2 separate regions of the Hordeum vulgare genome follow, and region 1 is linked to region 2. The links are chromatin contacts, called in public Hi-C maps. All regions are on one chromosome and are shown on one strand. The core of a region is the stretch at or near the end of the contact, and the rest is flanking DNA. Distances in the headings are between cores, read along the strand shown.

Evidence for each region. A called contact is a pair of places that touch in the nucleus more often than the background predicts.
Region 1: a contact with region 2 is called in a Hi-C map of leaf, with 2.0 times the contacts expected there. The contact joins two enhancer-like sites. A contact is called at or near these places in 3 of 6 Hi-C or Micro-C datasets (leaf and seedling) and 1 of 1 datasets of contacts at active chromatin or transcription factors (embryo).

The regions. Positions count from the first base shown.
Region 1 is chr2H:225,499,857-225,506,390 of MorexV3_pseudomolecules_assembly, forward strand. No RefSeq gene overlaps it. Among protein-coding and RNA genes, the nearest start is that of LOC123433800, 41 kb to the left of the region's middle. Within about 2 kb of position 4,830, at least 2 of the 3 cell types and tissues checked have open chromatin away from gene starts, as enhancers often do. A contact at or near this core is called in leaf, where this site is marked.
Region 2 is chr2H:224,998,611-225,004,926 of MorexV3_pseudomolecules_assembly, forward strand. No RefSeq gene overlaps it. Among protein-coding and RNA genes, the nearest start is that of LOC123425937, 9.1 kb to the left of the region's middle. Within about 2 kb of position 1,956, at least 3 of the 3 cell types and tissues checked have open chromatin away from gene starts, as enhancers often do. A contact at or near this core is called in leaf, where this site is marked.

The DNA of each region.
Region 1 (6,534 bases), core at 3,580-6,079, 500 kb after region 2:
TAAGATGGCTGCATGCATCGATTGATGCAGAGGCCGGAGGTTTAACCTCCTTCTCTAAAAAAAATAAAAAAAATCTCTACGGCTTTAATTTAGTTTTCTCCTGAATGTAGTAGTATTACTTTCAGGCCAGGTGTCTATATATTCAAAAATACAACATCAAAATTGTGGTGTATTTTGGCCAAGCCATACAATCTTCACAGATCCGCGTGCTCCTATGCTCCATTTAAAACTGCCGGATCTCTATTGGTAATATTGCCGAAGAAGTAGTGAAATCTGTTAATGAACTTCTAGACCTAGAAATTGATAGCCAAAACTTAACGGCAGTGAAAACCAATGAATGAATCAAAAATTAATAACTTAGGAGTAACAACTTTATAAACTATGTGTGAAGATTTAGTCCCCCAGTACGGAATGGAGGACGAAGGGGAAGAGGATGAGGAGTTGGTTAATCATGGGTATGTGGCTCCCGTTAACCCAATGGAGATTTCAGTCTCGGATGGAGGTCATTAGACTAAAGAGTCGATGCAGGATAAACCAAGGCGTCCTTGGAAGAGGAAAATTTATCCGGTATCGACCGTGCATAGTAAAATAAAAGAAAAAAATTATGATGAAAAATAAAAGGAATTTTTTGAAATAACAGAAGTCTTTCAGACTTGGCTAAAAAGGGGTTCCTGGCGGAGGCATGAGTAGAGCATAAATTAGACTCTATGGCTTTACTAGAAACTGGTAGAGATAACTTTACTCCACAATTCTTAAGAACTATTTCAGGGGGGTAGATTCCGATTGGCATTGTTTACCTCCAAGGGGTCGATCCGGAGGGATACTCTTGGGAGTTAAATGTGAAACATTGGAAGTGATCGACATGACATATGGAGACTTTACCGTCAAATTTCGAGTGAGGTCGAAAGTTGATGGTTTTCGATGGGCTTTAGTGGTTGTCTATGGAGCAGCTCATCAAGAGGTCAAATCTGAATTTCTCTCAGATCTAGTGAGGATCTGTGGAAACGAAGGTTTCCTATTTTAGTTGGTGGAGATTTTAATATCATCCGATGACAAGAAGAGAATAATAATAATAATTTCGATGCTAGATGGTCTTTCATGTTTAACATGATTATAGAAAGTCTCAACCTGAACGAAATTGATCTTATGGGTATGCAATTTAGATGGGAAAATTCCCTACCCAATCCGACTTATGAGAAGCTAGATCGAGTGCTCACGAGTGTGGAGTGGGAACAAAAATATCCTCTTGTTATGGTCTAGGCTCTACAGAGAGCAATTTCAGACCATACCACTTTACTTGTTGACTCACGGGAGGCGACATATGGGTAATAAAAATGTTTTCTCCTTCGAAGTAGGATGGTTCGAGCGAGAAGGATTTATAGACCTAATAGCAAATGAATGGCCCAAAGAAACTAGAGGTAATACAAATATGGATAGATGGAAAAATAAAATCAGACATGTACGCTAGTTCTTGAGGGTCTAGGCCAAGAATCAAAGTGGTGCATATAGAGTGGAAAAACAAAGTCTTATCCAACTCATAAATGAGTTAGAATTGAAGGCTGAAGTAGCGGTACTTAATCATAGTGATCGAAGTAGGAAGAATGAGGCTGAGGAGATGCTTCGACATTTACTTCGAGAGGAAGAAATTAAGTGGGCACTAAGAGTGAAAGTGACTACGGCCGTCCAAGGGGCTGACAATACTCAATTCTTCCACATGATTGCTAATGGTAAACGTAGAAAGAAAAAGATAATTCAACTTGAACAAGATGAGGGTACAATCATAGGACATGAGAACCTTAAATTGTATATATCTGAATAATATAGAAAACTTTACAGAGCTCATGAAGCTAGCTCTGTATGGCTTGATGAGAACGTAACGGAGAACATTCCTCAACTCAACGAGGAAGAGAATGAGGTAGTGTCACCCCCATTTATAGAGAAAGAGATGGTTGAAGCAATTATGCAAATGAAGCAAAACAAGGCCCCGGGACCAGAATGGGTTCCCACCTGAGTTTTATAAGAGGTTTTGGCATATTATTAAAGATGATCTAGTGCCCATGATCCATGACTTGTTTAACGGACAACTATAATTATTTCACTTACATTTTAGAACAATTACATTACTACCAAAGAAGGAGGGAGCCATTTGGATAGAACAATTAAGGCCAATTTGCATGCTGAACGTGAGCTTTAAGAGTTTTACTATAGTTGCCACGAATAGGCTGTCGTGGATAGCCCATTCGATTGTACAACACACGCATACGACGTTCATGCCGGGTAGACACATCCTAGAGGGGGTTGTTGTACTACACGAGACACTTCATGAAATCCACTCCAAGAAACTCGATGGAGTTATCTTCAAGGTGGATTCTGAAAAAGCATACGATAAAGTTAAATGGCCTTTCGTCCAACAAGCATTACGAATGAAAGGACTCAATGAGGCTTGGAGGACCCAGGTGGATTCCTTTCTTAAGAATGGTAGTGTCGGGATTAAGACAGGGGGATTTGATGTTCCCGATCTTATTCAACATTGTAATTGATATACTTACAGTTCTCATAGGCCGTGCTAAAGAGGGCGATCTAGTAGGAGGGCTAGTTCCACATCTTGTGGATGGGGTGGTGGTGTCCATCCTACAATATGCGGAAGATATGATTCTTTTCATGGAATATGATCTTGAGAAAGCTAGAAATATGAAGTTGATATTATGTCTCTTTGAACAGTTATGGGGCCGGGGCTCAAATTAATTTGTAAAAATAGTGAATTGTTCTTCTTTGGACGCGCCAAGGAAGAACAAGATACATACAAGCAATTAATCGGATATGAGATGGGTTCTCTCCCATTTAGTTACTTGGGCATCCACCGCCGGAAACTCACTAATAAGGAATGGAAGAGTATAGAGGATCGGTTTAAAAAATGACTACTTTGCTGGAAGGGTAGGCTTATGTCTTATGGAGGGCGGCTAGTGTTAATAAATTCGGTATTAACAAGTTTGCCTATATTTTTATTATCATTCTTTGAAGTTCCAGTGGGGGTATGGAAAAGAGTAGATTTCTATCGATCCAGTTTTTTTTGTCAAAGTGATGATAGTAAAACGAAATATAGATTGGCTAAATGGGAGATGATGTGTAGACCCAAAAAGTAGGTTAGGGATCGAGAATTTACAAATTAAAAATAAATGTCTACTGAGCAAATGTCTATATAGATTATGAGTGGAGACAGAAGGTACATGGGGTACAAATTCTGCACAATAAGTACCTACAATCTAAAATCTTGTCTCAAGTTATGGTGAAACCTTTAGATTCACCATTCTGGAAAGGTTAATGAAAACAAAGGAAGCTTTTTTCCACAAGGTGAAGTTTCACATTGGGAATGGTAACAAAACCAGGTTTTGGGAACATACGTGGTTAGGAGAGACGCCTCTAGCCATACAATATCCGGCTTTATATGATATTATACAACGTAAAGATGCTTTTGTTGCTACAATTATGCAAACAGTTCCTTTTAAAATTCAATTTAGGATATCTTTGGTGGCCGAACGTTGGAATGCGTGGCTCCTTCTAGTCCGTCGATTGATGGAAGTTCATCTGTCGGGCCAACCAGGCACAATTCATTGGAAATTAACTACAAGTGGTAGGTCCTCCGTGAAATCAATGTAAGTGGACCTTATCAATGTCAGAATAATACCTACTTTCTCCACACATTTGGAAAATTAAAGTAGCACTCAAGATTAAGATTTTCATGTGGTTTGTCCATAAAGGAGTGATACTTACGAAGGATGACTTGGTTAAACGAATATGGGTAGGTAATACTAAATGCTGCTTTTGTGATCATAATGAGACTATTAAACACCTTTCTCGAGTGCCCTTTGGCAAGACTTCTATGACATACTATTCATATAGCTTTTAACATTACTCTTCCAACGAGTATGAACACGTTATTTAGGACGTGGCTCAATGCAGTAGACCTCATCACAACTAGATACATTCGAATAGGAATTTGTGACATGCTTTGGGCTATATTGAATTGGAGAAATGATATGATATTTAACAAGAAGAAATTCAACAATTTTTTCTAGGTCATCTACAGAGCTACTGCTTGAATCCGTATGTGGTCGTTACTCACGCCTGAGGAGTCCAAGAAGATTATGGTTATTCGGTGCAGCCAGTGAGAGATGATAGCACCGGATAAATTCATTTGATATGAATGGCGGCATACTAATAGGCTACGTGTTTAGTCATCGTAGTCTATCTTTATCCTGCTAGTGGTGGCATGTCATTTTCCTTATTTTCGTGAGATCTTGTTAGACCCTTTAGGATTGCACTTATTTTGAACAACTTTGTTAATAAAGTGGCTGCATGCATCATCATGATGCGGAGGCCGGAGGTAACTTTCCTTTAAAAACATATAGTTCAACTATTCACAGAGTTGTAGAAGACATGTAAATATAAATTATCAAGCTAAACAAACTAAGTATGCTTGTTGTCTATTCGGTGGGTCGACCACAAAGTTTTGAATATCTCATAGTGTAAAAATATCGATACAAGGACAGCGACCGGTGACATGCTAACAATTTTTTAAATTTCACTATCAGATGGGCTTTACAATAATATGGAAAACAAATCACACAAACATTCCTTCCTAATGCATATTTTAGTGATGTAAGTACATTAATTAATTAGGGGACAGCCAAATCTATTTGACAAGGCCCAGTGATATCGACGCGTCATCATCGCCATTTTTTTTTCGCCGGGAATCATCCCCACCATGTTGCAAGGCAAAGAAAATAGATGGCCCAAAGGAGCGGATTCGTTCCTGCTGCCAAGAATCTCACACGCATCCCTAAGCTCATATACTCATCCTCATGCATGCCACGGCATATATAATTGGGTGCTTGCATGCGTCACATGGAATGCCAACTCCATCCATGGCCTAATGATGAAACAAAGATGCCCTAGATAAAAAGAAATCAAGAACCTGTCACTCAGTGGGCACCAGATCTACGAGTAGGATGGCTAATTCAGCTACTATGAAACACACACACACATACACACACACATGCATGCATGCATGTGTCTTGCTAAATATTAGAGGTGATCAGTGTAGAATACTAATATGTGATTATAATCTTTCAGGAATTTGTAGAGAGGGAAGGAGGGAGGGAGAGGGGGTAGCTACTAACCAGGCTTTTGTTAAGGGACCCTGCTCTGAGATTTTGATCTGGACCGCTGTCTCTGGGTTTGCTTCCTGAAGAAGGATGCCCTGTCTACCAATTATGGGCAGGGTTACATGGCCTCTTGGTCAGCATGCATGTTGAGTTGTGTGTTTGGTTAAGCGTGATCTGTTCTTGTCTCCTTGCACTTTCTATCATTCTTGTGTTATTCATGGCTACTATTCATTCTTCTATTATTCATGGTCTAGCTTTGCCAATGCACAAATTGAGGAATTACACGCTCCTTTACTTTTGTACTCGTAATAAGTAAACAGAAGTTACACATCCTTTATTTTTGTAATAACAAGATTAATCAAATCTTTAAAATCCAAACGTGTTGATCGATTTATGATCTCTAAAGTAGGGATATCATCTCCCAATTAAGAGTTCGGCACCAAGCCTTTTTATCGCCCACGTCTGATACTGATATGGCACCGACGGGCAAACATATAGAATGCATCTTCATTCAATCGATTAAGAAAGTACATTCTTGTCTCTTAGTTGTCGTCAAATATAGTGGCATGGGCGTTTGGTAGCATTTTTCATTTGATGATTCATATCTGACCTAAATATAAGACGGATATAGGGTGGTTTGAACACACTCGGACGCGTTCGCGTGACAAGCGCGACCCACCACCGACCCCACGGTTGTCCTAAAAAAATATCCATCCGCCTCATCACTCTGAAACCCTAGCTCACTCACTCTCCTCTCTCGCTACATCATCTCCTCTCCCGCATCGATTCCGATCGAATCCGGCCAATGTCGAGCTCCGGCAGCTGCTGTGAATCTAACATGGATCCGTACTACGAGCTTGCCATCCGCATCGCGCCTTGGAGCGGTCCAAGGTGGAGTCCGGGGCCAGCTCCGAATCTGTAGGCTCGCCGCTTCCCTGCCGACGTAGCTCGGACGCCTGGGCTGGCCCCTCCTAGCCCGTGCGCAACTCCGACACGCGGCTTGGGCAATCCGCACCTCCCTTACACTGTCCCCTGCCCCCGTGGCTCCTGCTCCCCCACGTGGGCTGCGGTGGGTGCTTGTGCCCGGCCCGCGCGGTGCGGATGCGCTCGCGGAAACCAGAGGCGCGCGTGGCCCGCCATGAGCGGCAACGACAAAGGGAGAGGGGGGAGGCGGAGTAGTCCGTGCACCTTCGTCGTGTGATGGAGGTTAAGCCTGACGAGGACTCTAGACTCCTCGAATGGGTCTACCGCCGGTCGCTTAGGAACACAGAGACGAACGCGCGGCGGCTCCGCCGGAGGAGCGCCAAGGCGCTCCGGATTGCCATTGACCAATTCGAGGGCGAGGCGGCGGAAGTAGCTACAAAGGCGG
Region 2 (6,316 bases), core at 706-3,205:
TTGTTGGCTCGAAACAGGGCTATGTTTGAAAATAAAATGATCAAAACCACATTCGAAATAGTGTTTTCAATGTGTGCGTTCATCTATTGGGCAGGGCTCCAACAGGAAGGCGATGCGGGGGAACTACGCTCTGGGGCGGAGATGGCGAGGTCGAACACTATGCAGCTGATGAAAATGTGCGAGGTGGCCACACAAGAGATCATAGGGGAATGAACAACTCCGGAAAATCTTCGAGCATGTTGATGGAGACCTCCTATAGTCTGATAGTTATCATGTCTGTTTGAGTTTGAGTTTGGGTCTGTTTTAGTTGGTATTTTGATGTTCTGTGCAGTGCTAGTTTTTATGCCATAGCATTCGTTTCGAGGGCGAACGTATGTCCCATGGGTAAAAATAGCAATTTGCCGGAGCGATTATCGTCCCAGTACTTTCTCTTTCCTGATACTCTGTGGAACTGTTTTCGTTCTCTGTAATGAAAAGAGGTGTTTGCTCGTCTCAAAGAAAAAATAGTCACACATATGTTACTACCGATTATGTACATAGTAACATATGCTTGTACTACCTTCGTTTTGAACTATAAATCATTGTAAAGATTTCACTACGGACTATGTACGAAGCAAAATGAGTGACTCTACACTGTAAAATATATCTATATATTTTTATATGTAATCTATAATATAATATCTACAAAGATTTGTATTTTCATATATAGTTTATACTATAAGTAGCACAACGCATACATATATAAGATGAGTTTATAACTTAATAAATGAAAGGCTCAATGTTACTACTCCTATGTTAGTATTCATTATAAAGATAGTAACTTAGACTATTAACATATGCATGTTATTACTTTATGTTACTCTTTACTATGAGTAGTCTTAGTAGTCGTGACCAGACTTAGAACGTTGTCAAATCGATCTTACGATCTTACTGCATTACATGCACATAATTGTGCTACGAGATCCAGAATCCATGTAGTCTAGGACCACAGCACTCCTGATGCTCTAAATAGTAAAGCATCGGCTCGTACAGCGCTAGTACAACGCTCGATCGATCTATACCATCAAACAACACTCTAGATAAGCAAAAAGAAATGTTAGTGGGCGGTCAGAATCCCGAGGCGGAGCTGCGGCTGCTGGCGAGAGAAGTTTTTCCCGGCTCCCGAGAAGAACAATTCATCACTGTTGCAGTCACTTCTCTTTTTTCTCTCTCACTCTCTGTTGCTTTTTGGTATACTAACTGTTGTATTTTTTTTTGTTGGTTCGTGGGTGGGGGCCATTGTTGAGAGGTCCAAAATATGCACGGAAGCAGTGGAGGTGAGAATTCCCTGGAGGGAAAACGACAAGTCATGCATCGCCATTCGCTGTTGATCGGTCGGCAGATTGGCACGCCGGGCCCAAGGTGTCGTGGGTGCTCGTTGCTGTAGCGGATTGATGGGAGCCGTCCGATCCATCCGAGTCATACAAGAAGCTAGCTTGCTGGTGCGTGCCAGTGTGCTGTGTGCTGTGAAAAGAGACATGCATCACTGCTGCCGTACGTGTAAATGTCTAGTTTTCACCGTGCGTGCGTGCGGGGAGTAGTACAAGAGGTCTTATTAGGAAGGTGATTTCTACACCACTATTTCTGGCGCCGCTCATTGATGTTGTTTCTAAGTATTTCTGGAAGCTGCCAATGAACGAGCACGTACGTACAGTATCAATTAAGCAAGCAAGGTGGGCCCAGGCCGCGCGGGAAACTGTTTTTGGGGGCATCCCATCGACAGACATAGACACAAATTCGTCCAACAAAACTGGCATACATACACAATCCTAGTGGCCAGGTAGACGGCGCGCGGGACGGAAGAGATGGTTCCAGTCCAGTGAGCAGCGGGGAGAAGGAAGCCGTTAGACCGGTTACGGGCGTGGTGCAGTGCAGTGCAGCTGGGGCGGTGGGGTGGTGCATGCAACAGGCGTGGGTCTGTGCTTTGGCACGACAGCGCATGTGGACAGCTCACTCGCTTCTACCGCACTATACCACATAGCATAGCCCACACGCACGCGCTCTCTCTCCCTCCTCTCATCTCTACTATCTCTCTCGCACCGGTACACAGACAGCTCTATTTCACTACTGCAGTCAGAGAGAGAGAGAGAGGGTAGACGAGAGAGCACAGTGAGTTTGGTATCTACCAGTTTTGTCGCTGACAGATAATGTAAGAGAAGCCTGGGACCGATTGATCCTCTCTCTCTCTCTGGTCTATACCGGCGGTCCTGTTGGCGCACCTGGTGCGTGGAAGTCCTGTTGTGTATGAGAGCCCTAGAGAGAGAAGCAAGCAAGCTCACAGTCACAGAGCGATAGAGAGGAAGGGGGAGACTGTGTCTATGTGTAGTAGCTAGCTAGCAGGCTAAGCTTGGTGGCAGTAGTACGTGATGGCCGGTACTGTGACGAACTAGTACTGTGCTTCCCGGTTGGTTGGTATCATCAGCAGGTTCCGGTCGTTGAACTGACAAAACAGTAAGATTCGTCTCTTTCCTTTCATGTACTACGTGGGTGCCTCCCGCCGGCCACCATGGACGGTCGATCCATCCCTCCTTTGATTCTTCTTATCTTGCTACGTGCTATTCGTCCTAAAATAACTGTGTTAACTTTATTCTAGCTCTAATACAAACTGATATCGCTTTATTCTTAAATATAAGTCAAAGTTTTACAAAAAGACTATATACGAATGTATATATACATATTTTAGAATATAAATTTATTTATTTTTGTTTTGTATATAGTTTTTTAGTAAAAAATTTAAAAAGACTTATATTAAAGAACGGAGAAGTATTAAGTTTTGAAACAGATATTTTTGAACGAAGGGAGTACTCCGCCACCTTATTAACTGAGCCGTTCCCGTCCATCATCTCCTTCTCTTCTGCTCTCAGTCTCAGGTATGCATCTGCATGTAAGAAATTTATTTCTTACACTGCATGCCTCGTTTACACCAAATATATATGCCCAGAAGCTACCATGCATGTGCCCTCCCTGCCTCCCTAGTCCCTACCTAATCTTACTTCACTTACGTATACCGCGACCGCGCGTACGTGTACCTTGCTCTTCCTTTTCTCCTGCTATTTCTTTTCTATCTGTGCCTTCTCATAACTGCTCAAGGTAGTAAGAAAGACACATCCAGCGAAACTAATACTCCTACGTACTGTATTTGAAAGGAACCTAGCCAGCATTGACAAAAATGACTCCGTATAGGGTCTTAGTAAACGTAACACGGTCGCAATCACTCATCCACGTACAAGTTGAGGCGTAGTATCTCACTTTAAATCCCTGTCCACCCGAAAGATACATGCATGGAGTGCTAGCTTTGACCACCGTTTAGTTCATACACGTCCGGTTTGGTCCCGGGCCAATACATACTGTGTCGTACATTCTTTAACTTGATCAATAAATAAGCATCACTTATAACCAAAGTTTTAGATAGCCAACTATAGATTAACTATAATGAGGCTATAGCTGTTTCAGCAGATACCGCTATATAACATAATTCTCTAAACTTATGAAATAATCGACTATAGTCTATATATAGTCTCGTTATAATTGATTTGAAGGACCGTCGCTATTTGACATGAGCTTCTATTTGAAACACTGCTTATAACTAATATATGTGTGCCACAAGATAGCTAAAGTACGTCCCCAAGTCGCAAAGACGAAGTTAATCAGTAGTCCTACTGATGGAACGGCTTAATTTAATCAGCTTGCTTAGCGGGAGCAACATAGAGAGAGCGAGAGAGAAAGAGACCGATCGAAATGGGCTGGAAAGAAACAAACAACCCACAATCATCGGTCTGCTCCACTATGACTATCCGAGAGAGATGATATATGTGTGTTGTGTTCATGCCCGGAGAGGCAGCCGACACGTCCATCGGTCGCTCTCCCAGGAGAAGCTGAATAAACCCTGCAGCTCGCGGACAAGCAGCGGAAGCCACCACCGTACTGACGTACCAATACACTAGCTACGTGCTACTACTATACTGTACGACCGTAACTCGAGTAGTTAGCTGCCGGCGATGGAGGGAAGTGGCGTTCGGATAATAACGCTCTGACGGCTCCAAACCACCGTGATCAGAACGAGGCCCAAGAGCTTAGAGCAACATCAACGTGTCAACCTAAACGGACATGAGTTTTATCCTTTTTTTTGTTTAAATCCGCTGTCCGTTCGTCATCCGTCTCGTTCTTGCCGTTGGATCGTCAGTACATCCAACACCGATCCATTTCATATCCACACATAATTTTTGAAAGGCCCGCGGACATAGAAAATGCCAACGGGCATGCCATCGTCCAGAGTTCATGTCCATGTCATGTCGGCTTAAAAAAACACCACATAATTCATGTTGACGTACTTGCCAGCGGCCGACACATATGTTAGCACACAAAAAAGGGGTGGGAGTTCAACCACGTCATCTCGGTCATGGTCATGCGAGCAAACTTGCCGACATAAAAAAAGGATGGTAGATCACTCGTCATCGAAGTTGAGCATGTCGTCATGCATCTTCTCGAACCATGGCCTCTTCCTCGGCGATGTCGTGCTCAAGTCCACTTTCATGGAAGAGCATCTCCAACAGCAGCATCCACGCCCACCGGTTCGCTCGTCCCGCTCCCGCGAGCGGGGGGCGAACCCTAGATCGAGCGCCGCCAGCCCCCACCCTCCTCGGTCCCCTCCCCTCCGCCGATGCCGGAGTGCACCACCGGGCAAAGCCCGGCCGGCGTCGGGCCTTCTTCATCCCTCCCGCGGGGGGCTGGCGTGGGGCGGCCTCCTCTGGTGGTGGCACGTCGTTAGGTAGGGCGCGGCGGCGGTGGGCGCCCCTGTGACAACGACGGCTGCAGTTGGCGCGTGGTGGGCTGCTAGGGCCTCGGTGGTGGCGGGTTGGCCTCTTCCCCGCCAGATCTGGTGCGGGACGTGGCGGACGGCGCATCGGCCAGGTGCTCGGGGGCGACGGGTGTGTGTGGCCGGTGCAGATCCGGTGAGGCCGCGCGCGCCCGATGCTGTGGTGCTACTTGGGGCTTCCCGGTCGGCGGTGGGGCGGGGCTATTGCCTCGGTTGGCAGCGGTCGATCCGGGACTGCAGGTGGCAGTGGGGATCTGGTCCGTGGCGGAGGATGACGGTTGGCGGTGCACTGGCAGTGGTCCTACCTAGTCCATGGTGGTGCTTGCCCCTGCGTTAGTGCCCCTTCTTGCTGCTCCTTCGTGACGTCGGTCCGAGTGGGCTCCCGTGTTGCTACTATGCTGCAGACGGATCGATGACGCTGACTATGGCTGTGGCGGCGTGTGAGTTTGTCTCGGGCTGGTTGTGGACCATGCCGGGGCTTGCTCGGCGGTGGTCGTCGGCACCTGCTAGGCCGTGCTCCCCACAGTCGAGATGATTGTCGGGGGATGCAAGCGTGAATGCCCCTACTGTGGGGGTGTTCACCCAAACCAGGTGGCTGATGCTGGGCTAGGAGCGGAAGGAGACACCTCCCGTCTCTCCCACCATTGTTGCGCGTTGTGAGGTCGGCGGTTGGTGGTGACGGCGTGGGTGGGGGCTGGGGTCCGGCTTCGGCTCCTCGGCGATTGCGGTTGGTCCCTTCCGTCGCGGGCGTGCGGCGGGGGTGCAGCTAGGCCAATGGTGGTCTGGCTCCTTGGTGGAGGTGGCCGGCGGTGCACATGGTGGTGGTGCTTCCACTTGGCGGCAGGACAACTTGGTCGTGTTGCCGCGGCCATCACTACTGGAAAACAGTTTTTTGCCATCTGCTGCTTCTTTGCCGTCTGCCGGCTGATGGCAAAGACCCTCTTTGCCATCAGCTACCAGAAACGAGACGACAAAGAGCAGGCTGATGCCAAAGGTACTATTTGCCATCAGCCAGCTCTTTGCCGTCTGCTAGCTCACGGCAAAGAGCATTCAGGCAGACGGCAAAGAGCATGGGCGGCCCACCCGTAGCCCCTCTCTCCCCCCTAACAGCCTCTCTCTTTGCCATCCGCTTTTCTTCTCTGTGCCGTCGGGAGGCGGAGGGCAAAGAGGGTGCCCCCCTAACGGCCGTTAGCCCCACCCCCACGCACCTCTCTCTCACCCGTAATGGCCACCCCAACCCCTCTCTCTCACCCTCGACACCACCACCGCCGCCGCGCCCTCTTCCAGCCTCCCTGCGCCACCGCCCCTCCTCCTCCGGCCTCCCTGCGCCCCCTCCTTCTCCGACCTCCCTGCGTCCCCTCCTCCTCCGGCCTCCCTGCGCCCCGTCCTCCTCCCTCCTCCGGCCTCCGGCCTCCCTGCGCCGCCGCCCCCTCCTCCTCCGGCCTCCCCGCGCCCTCCTCC